Linked DNA regions of Mus musculus: region 2 is linked to region 1. The links are chromatin contacts, called in public promoter capture Hi-C maps. All regions are on one chromosome and are shown on one strand. Each heading gives the region's core, a stretch centred on a gene start, on an enhancer-like site or on the middle of the called end of the contact. The rest is flanking DNA. Distances are from core to core; before and after follow the strand shown.

Evidence for each region. Capture Hi-C pulls out chosen DNA fragments and counts their contacts.
Region 2: a promoter capture Hi-C map of adipose tissue shows a contact between it and region 1. The contact joins the promoter of Stk38l here to the promoter of Itpr2 in region 1. A contact is called at or near these places in 1 of 39 promoter capture datasets (the C10 cell line), 3 of 484 Hi-C or Micro-C datasets (CD4 T cells, embryonic stem cells and uterus), 3 of 115 datasets of contacts at active chromatin or transcription factors (bone marrow-derived macrophages, effector CD8 T cells and memory CD8 T cells) and 1 of 9 other capture datasets (adipose tissue).

The regions. Positions count from the first base shown.
Region 1 is chr6:146,498,138-146,504,352 of GRCm38.p6, reverse strand. It overlaps Itpr2 (inositol 1,4,5-triphosphate receptor 2), which reads left to right and starts at 2,130. Exons shown (of 57, transcript NM_019923.4): 1 at 2,130-2,566. The coding sequence starts at 2,475.
Region 2 is chr6:146,722,780-146,728,689 of GRCm38.p6, reverse strand. It overlaps Stk38l (serine/threonine kinase 38 like), which reads right to left and starts at 3,760. Exons shown (of 14, transcript NM_172734.3): 1 at 3,643-3,760.

The DNA of each region.
Region 1 (6,215 bases), core at 881-3,380:
AGTTGCTTTTCCCAGGTGTTTCATCACTGCAACGAGAAAACTTACTAATGCACTGTCCTCTTCCAGAGTGATGACAACCCTCAGCTCAGACCTGTTGGGGTTGGTTCTAATGCTACTTGTAATTAATACAAATTTAATACACAGGAACCGGTATGTATACCTGTAAGAGACTGAAGGTTCCTGCCCCCAGTTGGCTTTGATTGGTGAAAGAAAGAGCTGCCAGCGGCCAACAGCTGGGCAGGGAGACAGAGGCGGGACTTTTAGATTTCCTGGGCAAAGGAGAATGGGAAGAAGAAGGAGGAGAGTCACCATGATGGAGAAGCAGAGAGATCAGATTAAGAGCTGCAGGAGAAAAAGCATCCAGGCATGTAAGAGTCAGAGAAGCAGCCCCAGGCAAGGGAAGGTATTGAGAGGTACCTCGGGATGATGGCGTCTTACCCTAGGTAACTGGACTCCTGTCCTGGGACTCTTGGTTTTAGGGGGCCCTACTCTGGGTTGAGGCTGGTCTCACAAGAAGCCAGAACTTGGGAACCCAGCTTGGCACGTTATCTGTTTGTCAGGAGAAACAGTCACACACCCATTTTGTTCCTGTTGGCCTGACTTTGTATAAGAAAACCTTCCAGGTTTAGGCCAGCAATTGTTGAGCATCCATTGGGCCATCTCAGAACACAACTTCCAATGCTCTGGATAGCAGATGCCTCCATCCCAGACCCATCTTGTTTCACCTAGAGATTTTATAACTCAGAGCCCATCCCTTGTTTCCCAACACCAATATGAACGTAGACAGGACAACTCCTAATGGGCACCTCTCACCTACTAAGTCACCAGATCTGTGGGCTGGTGATGTGGCTCAGTTGGTGGGAGGGAGAGGAAAAGGAAGAGAGGCATTGGAAATGAGAATACACTGCTTCTACACAAGGTGGGGTTTGTCCCACACCAAGACTCGAGACTGGCATTTCCTTTCTGTTCCTTGCTGTCTAAAACCTTTCCATCCCAGGCATCTTTGAATTGGAAGGCAAAACTCCCCTAAACTCTGATTTTGGTCAGCTGTGGTTTGATCACGGCATTCGCCTCTTCAGTATCTTCCACAGGGTAGGACCAAACATTTCTAAAACAGTACTCTAGAGGTGGACTGACACACAACAGAGGGGTTGCTCCCACTCATGTCCTGCCTCCAGTTTTATTTATTATAACCTTGTGTGTGTGTGTGTGGGGGGGGGGTTACAAAGGCTGTCACCGGTTCCTGGAGATGGAACCCAGTTACCCTCACTTGTGAGCCCTCACTGCCATCGCTGACCCACCCACTGACGGTCACCAGGGTGGTCACCATAGCAGCTGCAGCTGCTGGATCCTTTTATCCAGTCATGAACTTAAGAAAAACAGGATCCAAGAACAGCTCCACAGGAGTGTTTCCTCCTTTCCTCTTCTCTTCATTTGTGTCTTCTTCAACCCTTTCCTCCCTCTCAATTAACTTTTCCACTCAAAACATACATCCACTCAGACTCCAGCTTTTACGGTCAGGATTCTCCAGGCCTCTGCGTGGTGGTGCGAACACCACAGCGTTTCACCCACCCTACTCCCACCCCCTCCCACCCCCATCGCCTGCGGGCTCCTACTCTCAGCTGGACTGTCACCGGCGCGCCAAGTTCCAAGCAGCGTGGTTGCTCTGCGCCCTCTTCCAGTCGGCGTCCCTCAAGGCCGGTTCCATCTGAACCCTCGTGTCGGCAGTTTTCCTCCAAACCCCTCTAAGTCCCTTGCCTTTTGCAAATAGGGATTGTCTCTGCGCGCTCCGGGTCGTCCTGTCTACGCTGGCTGCACTGCACCCCTTCCCAGCCCGCATCTGGAAAGTCCTGGGTCTCTCCTGGGTCCTTGGGGTCGTCTTCCCTCCCCTCCCGGAGTCACTCCAGACTGTCGCTGCTGGTCTCGGGGCTGCCCCTCCAAGATCACCCTGAGCCAGAACCAATGCCCCCGGCTGAGTCCCCGTTACCCCCGCAGCGCCGCCCAGCGTGGCTCCCACGCCTCTGTCCTGGCCGCTTCGGGGTGGCCCGTCCCCCGAGAACTGGCCCCGCCCCGGCCCCGCTCCGCCCCTGGCCGCCCAGGCTTGATTGGCCACGCGCCCCCCTCCCCGGGGCTTCTCCCCGCCCTCTCGGTCCGTGGGCACCGCCACCTGGTCTAAAGAGTCCCCCAAGGGGACCTAGAGGCTCCGCTCAGGCCGGGAGCGAACTGTGGGGACGCAGAGGGCTCGCGGGCCAGGGAGGAGGAGCGAAGGTGTAGGACAGAACTTCGCCAGGAACAGGAAACCTACTGCTGGGCAGGGGCGGCGACGGCGGCGCGGGGCCATCGCAGTGTCCCCAGCGGTGGCCTCGCTGCCGCTCCTCGAGCAGAGCTGCTTGGACCCCTCTGACCCAGCGGGCCTGAGCTCACCCTTGCGTGCAGCGGAGACAGCAGGGACAGCCACAGGAGCGTGAAGCAGCATGTCTGACAAAATGTCCAGCTTCCTCTACATTGGGGACATCGTGTCCCTGTACGCGGAGGGCTCGGTCAATGGCTTCATCAGCACCCTGGGGTAAGCAGGACGTGCTTTGAGCAGCGCCAGCCAACTCGGGTCCCTGTCCCTCTGGCGCGCGGCTTGTCTGGGGTCTGCGCCTGGGACAGCCCCGGGTCCCCTAGGTCTCAGCGCGCAGGAAGCCGCGAGCGCTTCTCAGCAACTTCATAATCTCCAACCCGAGACACATCCGAGAAGAGGAAGTGGTTCGCACGCCCCAGACAGGCCCTGCGAGCCTGCCTTCCCTGCCTTGTTTTGATTAAAATGTGTGTTTTCTCCTCATCTTCCCTATGGCCCGTTCTCAGCGCGCGGCTGGAAAGAAGGGTGGGTTGAAGTCCCAGGCTTTGGCCATGAAAGTAGGCGATGTGCACCGCGCAAATGTGGCTTTGTCCTGCTGGAGGAGATTACCAGCCCCTCTTCGCTGAAGTAATTTCCTTTTGGCCTTGCCAAAGGAGGACTCACTCCTCAGGCTTTGCCAAAACTGGCCTCCTGGGCAGCCAGGGTTCTAGAACTCAGCTATTCTCTCTCCCTGTCCATCCCCTTCGCCCAGTGAAAGGAGTTCAGCCTACTGCAAGGCCCTTGTGATTCGAGTTTGTATATGAACTGGGGAAATACTGATGTATATCATACAGAAAAGCAGCGTGTTAGTTAGGTTAGGACCATTTCTGGTTTCTAGAAAATTCCTTCATGGTGTTCGCGCTGGTGAACAGTTAATTGCACTCTATGATATATTTTAGTGCACAGGTAGTTTTTGGTTACTTCACAGGACTTGCCTCAGACTGTCTTATCTGAGGAGATTGAGGCTGGTGACTGCTCTCAGCTGTTAGGTATTGGAGTCCTGTCCCCCGGGCTGTGAGGGAGAGAGCCTTTCTGTGACTGTGTTGCGTGCCCAGTGCCTTCTCTGGAGGACACCAGTGGCTCCACAGTTCCTGTTCTTTGTTCATTTCCCCACAGATTGTGGGAAGGAAGGTTTAATTGAATATCTTTTCCATGTTATTTGCTCCTGAGATTGAAGTGTGAAAGAAGTACTTAGTCCAAGTGTTTCTGCTTGATCCAGTTGTTTCTGAAAGAATTCACAGTCCAAGTCTAGTCTGGGTCCAGGATAGTGCTTCATTGATGAATCCTGTCAAACTTGGTAGGCATGAAAGGTGTCACCATTTAGCAGCTAAAAGGAGGGGCTCTAGAAACAGAAGGTTTGTGCTGGGATCCCCACCCTTTGGTTTGCAAACCTTATGACCCTGGGCAGGTTATGAAATCTATCTGGGCTACATCTCCTGAGTTTAAAAATGGAACTCACAGTGGTTTCTGCATAGGGGTGTGGGGAGGAAAGAGGTAAGAGAGGCAAAGTGCTTACCACGGCAAAGCCGTAATGACTACATTCATAAGTTAATTAGCTGATGCAGTAATTATCACCACCCAGACCAGGCAAGAGTTCAAGGGTCACTTGCAAGGTCGAATGTGGATAGCGTACAAAGCAAACACTGGAAGGGCTGAGGAGGTCAGCTCCACAGTAGGCATCGTTGGGACCAGGAGATGGGGACCAAGAGAAGTGACCGACTCAAGGAACAGAGGGTATTTGTGTCCAAAGCCAGGACTCTACTCCTGCCTCAGACGCCCCGCCAAGTGTGTCCTGTTCTGCTTTCAATAATAACTGTAGACACAGAAAACCAGCATGAATGGCTGTTGCTGTGGTGTGCTCGGTGGCAATCAAAAGTGCTTATTGTAGTCTGTGTTTCTCGGTGGTGATTTGATAGTGGAGTTTCCTTAGGATGTGTTTGCAGACTGTGTCATTCCCTGTTCGTGAAGTAATAATGTTAAGATGACCGCAAGGCAGAGTTCAAGTTGTAGAGTCTTGAACATGCTACCCTGGGTGGAGCTTGGCACTTTGATTGGATATTTGTTTTCTGAAATAGACTTCTCAGGGGTTCCAATAGCTTATAGAACTTCAGAGGTCATGCGTGTGATTGCCCTCACGCCCAAATCAACAGGTTTTCCAAGGCTGGTTACAGTCGTTGCTGACCCCCCTGATACATTTTCTTGCCCTTGGTGAATGTTGTTCAAAGGGCCTTTCACGGGTTGGAGGTTCCAAACCCAGGCAGGTGGTCCCAGGCAGGTGATCCTAGGCAGGTGGTCCCAGGCAGGTGGTCCCAGGCAGGTGGTCCCAGGCAGGTGGTCCCAGGCAGGTGGTCCCAGGCAGGTGGTCCCAGGCAGGTGGTCCCAGGCAGGTGGTCCCAGGAAGGTGGTCCTAGGCTCTATAAGAACACAGGCTGAGAAACCCATGGAGAGCAAGTCAGACAGCAGCTCTTCTTTACTCTGCTTCAGTTCCTGCCTCTAGGCTTCTGCCCAGAGCGCTTGACCTGATGATGTCTTGAGTTCATCCATGACTCTGTAGCCTATAAGGCTAAATAAACCCAAGTAGCTTTTTGATTAGTGTTTTATCACAGTATCAGAAAAGCAAGCTAAGATAGAGGCTTTCCACCTAGGCCCTTCCTCTTATGACTTCTTTAGTTCTCTATCCACTATCGACTGGAGGTAAGGACCACACCTGTAACATGCAGGCCTTTGGAAGAGACTTAAAATTAAAAAATTAAGACCTTTATTCTAAGTCACTGGGACGATTATTATTTTGTAGGTTCCTTTTATTGCTTTGTTTATGGCTATTCTTGGTTAATTTTTTTAAAGTTTTTCTTTCTTTCTCTCTTTTTCTAGCTTATACAGAATTAGGAGTCATCATGGTACTTTCCAAACATTCTTTGTTTTGCTTCCCCAATTCTTCCCCATTCTTTCCCCTTTCCCTCCCGCCCTCCATTGTACCTTCCCATCCCCTTTTATGCTACACTCACGTGATCTTTTCATGCATGGTTTCAAAGTATAGGACATTATTTAGCTTGAGAAACCAGAAAGGTCTTTGGCCGAGCCAAATAAAATATTTTTTAGAAAGTATTTTATTTTATTATTTTATGTGTTTGGGTGTTTTGCCCACATGTATGTCTGTGTATCACATGTGTGCAGTGCCTTTGGCGGTCAGAAGAGGCTGTTGGATCCCCTGAACTGGAGTTTCCAATGGCTGTGAGCTGCCAATAGGTGCTGGAACTCAAGAGCAGGTGTTTGACATTTCTGGAGACTTACAAAGTAGAATCTTCCCCAGGGCCTGTTGGGGTGTGCCCTCCCTGTTACAGTGTAATTGTCAGAGTCTCCAGAGCCAGCCAGGCTGAGGCTCCCTCTACATTGTTGCCATGTGCTCACGGGTCTTATGTATCAATTGCTGGGTAGACACTTGTCAGTGATTTCCCTGTTCTTCCGCTCCTGTCTTGGACCTGCTGTTAACTGGCACATGGCCTTGTTCATATCTTGTATCTCTTCCTCAGCTTTCTTGTCTTGGAGACTAAGGATAGTGGATCCTGTCCTCCCTCATCTAGGATAAAATTGATAAACTTGAGCATAAGAGAGAAATGAAAATTTGGTAAAATGAAAATGTATAGGGAAAAGGTTATATTTCCATATATACAATTACAACATTTCTTCCAAGGCCAATGAGCTGCTGGAGTGAACTAGACCAGAGTACTGGTTTAATGACTGTGATGTTGCACCTGTTTAGCCAAACTCATTTGTTCCACTGTAACATTACAAATTCCAGGGAGTAGCTAAGAATTAGACAGGAAACTCTCTG
Region 2 (5,910 bases), core at 2,511-5,010, 220 kb before region 1:
TCTGCACATATGTGACAGAGAATTAATTGCAGATGCAGAAACCAACAGGATGATAAGTGGAAACAGAGATTTAAGATGTGCTGATATCTTCTTTTTACTATCTTTGTCTTATTTCATGAACTTTAAATACTGACAGCAGCTACTTTCCCCATTAAAGCTTATCAATCATAAACTGTTGACTTAGAGAGAAGGATCCTAGAACCTATCACATTCAGCCAAGGAGAGATCACTTTTTACACTCTGAGAGACTGGCCCCTGATCTTTAACAAGTAGACATCATCTGAGCAAAGATGAAGAAGGTAAGAGCCTAGATCTCACAGTATGGTTGGTAAGGATAGGCAGGGACCCACCAATGCTCACATATACACCATTTACGTTTAAGTGAATTTACTGATTCCAGTTTTCAGTTAACCAGTACCAAACATTAAGCCTGAAAATTCATAACTAGAACCTGACAGACAATTTTTTCAACATCCATTTATCTAGCAGACCTGTATGAAGCACAGTGTCTGATATTAACACCTGTGACTTCACATTCTCCGAGACATTAAATGACACTCCAATATTGAGTATCCATGGCTGAACTTCTCTCATTTTACACATGTACAAAACTCTATTCCAAACCTTGCTTCAGACATTATCGGAATAGCTATTTATGGAAATAAAAACTGAAAGGTCTGAGACTGACATCAACTCAATTTCAACTTCATAATTCAATCCAAACAATATCTAATGCCAAGTAGCCTTTAGACACACAAGATATAATACAACAACTGAAATGTTGCAGCAGGGAAGGGGTATTCCTAATTTCTCATTTTGAATCTACATGGGTCTCACTTGATGGCTACAACTAATTAGCATGAAAAGTAACTTTCAAAGTGACTAAATTTTACATGCCAAAAATAATATTTCCTTTGCTGAGTGTGGTGGTGCATACCTTTAGTCCCAGCACTGTGGAGACAGAAGCAAATGATTTGTGTGAGTTACAGCCAGCCTGGACTAAGTTTCAGAACACCCTGGAACTATACAGCTACACAGTGAAACTCTGTCTCAAAAACAAACAAAAACCACAACTCATTTACCTAGGTTTTCACTTCGTTGGCATTCCCAAAATTTAGATGCATTTTCCGAAATCCACTCTTTGCAACTACAGACCTGAGCAAGACCTTCCTGAATGACAATGGGAGGTAGTGTGTAAACCCATGGTGTCTAGGCCAAAGCAACTCTACTACTTACTGTCTACCTGACTTTGACACCTCATTTACTCCCTCAGCAAGGTGGGAGTAATAGAAACGCTCCCTCTGGTAAACAAGATATATAAGCGAAGGGTTTGGCAACAGAGGCCCTGTATAAAGTGTTCTCTTACAGTCTTACCATCCACCAGGTCATCCAAATCATCTGCACAGATGCCTTTTCCTCCTGAAACCCTTGAGTTGTCTGGTAGGACTGATCCTTCCTTCCTTGGCTTCAGTAGGAATTTTATATTCTAGTTACTGGAAGTGGAGTCACATGTTTCTCCCTCAGGACAAAGACCACAGCATTTGTGTAAGGCAGGCAACTAACCCTTCTCTCCCTTCATCCCTCCTTCCAATGCTTGTAAACAATAATATCCTGGCAATCAGCAGAACCTTTACCTGGAGATTGAAGTGCCCTGTAGCCTGTATATGGCAGCACTGATCATGCCTCACTAAATACTTCCTTGGGACTTGAACAGAAACTGTTGGGGGAACAAAGAAGAAAGGATAGGAGAATATACCTGCTTGTTTAAACACAACTCTGCTGCCTTAAGCTTGCTTTCATCATCTCACTGAAAGAGACCATGGTGCTTTTCATATAAAAATTCAAGGGCAGGCTTTCTGCATATGTCTAGTCTAACCCAGTCATAGCTTGCCCATCTGTTGATTTGAAAGTAATGCTAGGATTCTCAAACAGCAATATGCTTGCTTAACTGGTCCTACATTTATGGAAAATAAACTCATTTAACATTACAGCAAGATACAAAAATCCTCCTGGCTTTGGTGTCTTCAACTTTTCCTAGCTCTGTGAGAAGGCACTTGCTAAGGCATGTTACCAATTCTACTAACAAGATGTCACTGGTCTTTGAGAGAGTGGAACTTTTCTAAAGAAAAATGGCCAAACTGAGACTAATGCTTTATCATTTTGGTTTTTTATCATTTTCCTTTGTTCTTAATGTCCCACTTTTTGAAATTAAAATCTAGTATTTAAAAAGCTGCAGAGTTTGGTTTTTGAGAAAGAACTTAAAGTTGGGTGGGTAGAGAGGAGGAGAGGATCTGGAAGGGCTTGAGGGAGAAGGGACTATGATCAAAATATATTTAAAATTTAAAACTGTTTTAAATAATAAAAACTGCAGAGAACACCTTTTTATTTAGACAGCCTTAGTTTCTATTCTTTGGCTTATTTGTAAGCAAACTCAAGAAAACAAGTGCTGAGACTTCCAGTATTCTATTTAATGTGGTTTTTCTGAGTCTAATTTGTTCATTACTTAACAGCAAGGCCTTTCAAAAGAGCACGGAAACTACACCGAACTATGCTTCTCATTCTAAACACATCCCAACAAATGGGATGCCTAATCGGGCCTCTAACTAGGAGAAAAAACGCTCAGCAGAGCGAAGGCAAATACCAAACTTTTATCCCTTGTACTTCTTCTGAGACCAGGATTTTCCAAATAAAAGTACTTTTATGACCTCGCGCAATATCATAATTTATCGTATATTTAACTAAATTATCTCCCCAAATAGACACAAGAGCAACTAACTCAAATAAAGTGCCTCTTGGCCACGAGGGAAAGAGCATAATAAACTTAATTGTTTTATATATCCTGAGGCGTAAGAGAAAAACCTTTCCATTTAGGCTTGTGCGTGAGACATCAAGACAACTTGATATGCAAATTGCAAGGCTTATTGACTTAAAGTAGGGAGACCTGACCGATTTAAGCCACGACTGCCAAATAAGGGGTAATCACCACCTTAAAACCATTGAACTTTGTTCGCCTGGCTTCTTGGCAGTCGTGTGGCTAATACCAGAGCCAAATCCATAAGTGGCTTCTACCGAAACGCGTCCCAAGTTGCAGAGGAGCCGGAGAGCGCGCCGGCTCTGCACCGAGTGAGTCCCGAGGGGCGGCAGCAGCGCACCTCTACACCAGCCGCTGCTCCAGACCCACCTCGCATCTCTTCACCGCGTTTCTCCAAACTTCGGGACCCAAGAGCGACCCCGCAACAGAGAAAGTAGCATCGGTGACAGGGACGCCGCGGCTCGGGCACAGTTTGCCGTCGCTGTGCACCGGCAACTTTGTGCCGGCGAGCCGTGCCCTCTGCGTCCGGAGGGGACGGGAAGGTGGGCCCGGAGCAGGACGCGCGCGGGGCTGGCGGCTCCGCTCCCGGTACGCAGGCTGCCGCACCCGGCTCGGCGAAGGCCCCGGTGACTGACAGGCGGTGGGGGCGCGGCCCCGCCTGCAGCCCGGGGACGCCGCGCACGGCCGCGGTTCTCCGCTCCGCCAGGGACACCTGGGCTGGGCGCCGCGGGCTGTACCGCGCCAAGCCCCTCACACCTCCCCGCAGCGAGCGCCGCCCTAGCCCCGCGGCCCTGCCCCGCGCCGGCGCCGGTGCCCTCGCCCGCTCTCACCTGCCGGTGTCGCCCGCGCCCGCTCAGCCTCCTCCTCAGTCACCGCAGCCCGCGGCGCGCGTCTCTCGCGCCAGGCCCCGCCTCGTCCCGCCCCGTGAGGCGGTGCCAAAGCGGCCGCGCCAGAATCTCGCGAGACTTGATCTCCTAGATTTTTTTTTTTAAAGGGGTCGCCCCTGACGTCATACGCACCCAGGCGGAAGTGTCCTTCTGGCGTCAGCGCCAGTACCGACCCCCACCTTCGCGGGCGGAAGTGTAGGTTGGTCCAGGAACCTGAGCTCAGTCTAATCACTACTGGGCGTTGTAACGTTCTTGTCTCATGGCCCTCTCCAGTTCTAACTGGTTCTGCCTGACCCTGAGAGAGGCCTGGTGTGATGGAGCTCTCCTCAAGGCAATGCAAAGATGGCTCCATAGAGGAGAGATCACCAATGTAGCAGCTCTGTGACTTCCACGTCTCTATAACTGAACCCGAAAGGCTTAGGAGGATTTAGAATTTAGGAAGACCACAAGAAACTTACCAGCATACATGAAAATTTGCTAAACTTACCTGAAAAATCCCAGAGCAGTTGACAACATAACATACAGCATTAGGCTAGAAAATTGTCGTCGTCATTGTCTCTTCCCTTCGCATCAAAGGTAGGCAGGCAAACTTCAGGACCCGCGGACTAGCCAAACACTATACACTGTGTGTCCTACACACACCTACTCTTAATTTATACATCCAGCACAGTAAGAGATTAACAACCGAACCATAGATTTAAGCAACCTCAACAACATTTACTTTAAAAAAACAAACAAACAAACAAACTTTGACGCCAGGTACAGTGTTTCATGCATGTAATCCCATCACCAAGGAGGCTGAGGCAGAAGCTGCGGCAAGTTTGAGACCAGCCTGGGCTACATAGTGAGTTTGAGCCCAGCTAGAGCTACAGAGTGAGACCCAGTCTTAACAATACAAAAGCAGGCTAAATCTTATCTTTGATGTAGACAGCCAGCTGCTCTTGTGCTTTGGGGCTATTATGAAATAAAATGAGGATTATTGGAACAAGGACCATGCCTCCCAGGGGGCCAGGAGTTTCACATACACAACATTGACACTCCAGAGGAACTGCTAGCGTCCTGGGAGCAACACAGTGAGGGGAGTGAGAGACTTCATTGGCTACTTAGAACGGCATTTTCAGTTTAAAACTGGTGAATCATTTATTTCTGGAATTTTCCACTTCATAATTTTGGAACATGGTTGACTGTGGGTACTGCCAAAGTGAATCTGTGGATAAAGGGAGAAGAGTGTGTGATATTTAGAAAATCACTTTCCCATGGAGAACACAGGGGAGAGTTTTGGGAAAGTGACAAGAGTTTTGCTTTTTAAGATAAAACTGGTCTTTGAGTAAGACAAACCAATATTCCCAATCACTATTAACAAATCCATTCTTGGAGCCGGGTGTGGTGGCGCACGCCTTTGATCCCAGCACTCGGGAGGCAGAGGCAGGTGGATTTCTGAGTTCGAGGCCAGCCTGGTCTACAGAGTGAGTTCCAGGACAGCCAAGGCTATACAGAGAAACCCTGTCTCGAAAAACAAAAAAAAAAAAAAACAAAAAAAAAACAAAACAACAAAAAAAAACAAATCCATTCTTCAAACAGTGGGATTTTATGAAATACCCTTAGCTTTTACACTATTAAAACAATATATGCAAGGGCTAGAGGATGGCCCTCTTCTGCTCTCACAAAAGGCCAGAGTTAGGTTCCCAGCACCCACAGCAGATGGTGCACACCTTAGTAACTCCAGTTCAGGAAATTGGATGCCCCTTTTCAGCTACCAGAGGCACCTACATACATGTACATGTGCACACTTACACAGAGACACATATATACAATGTAAGGGTCCAAAAATCACTGAAGGAAGAGCCCAGACTCAGATAGTATGCAAAAACAAAGAGTGTTTATTCCACAGAAACATCCAGTATGCAAGGGTCAACCATTCTTTGAAATGACGATCCCAGACAAAGGCAGGCAGGCCTTCTTACAGGAAACCAAGGGAACTCTCTAGAAGAATTAGGTAATCTATAATCTCATTGGTGGGTGCTAGGGGGCCACAGGTGATCAGTGGTCTACATTCCAATGTCATGAATGTTCAATCATGTGTGGCCAGTGGTCTGTATCCCTATATCACAATCGTTCAACCACGTGATGAAATAGGGCTGCCCAGCGCAGATGGCCCATTCTGAGATAAGATATTTCCCATTTTTGTGTTTATCCCCAGACTGTTCTTTG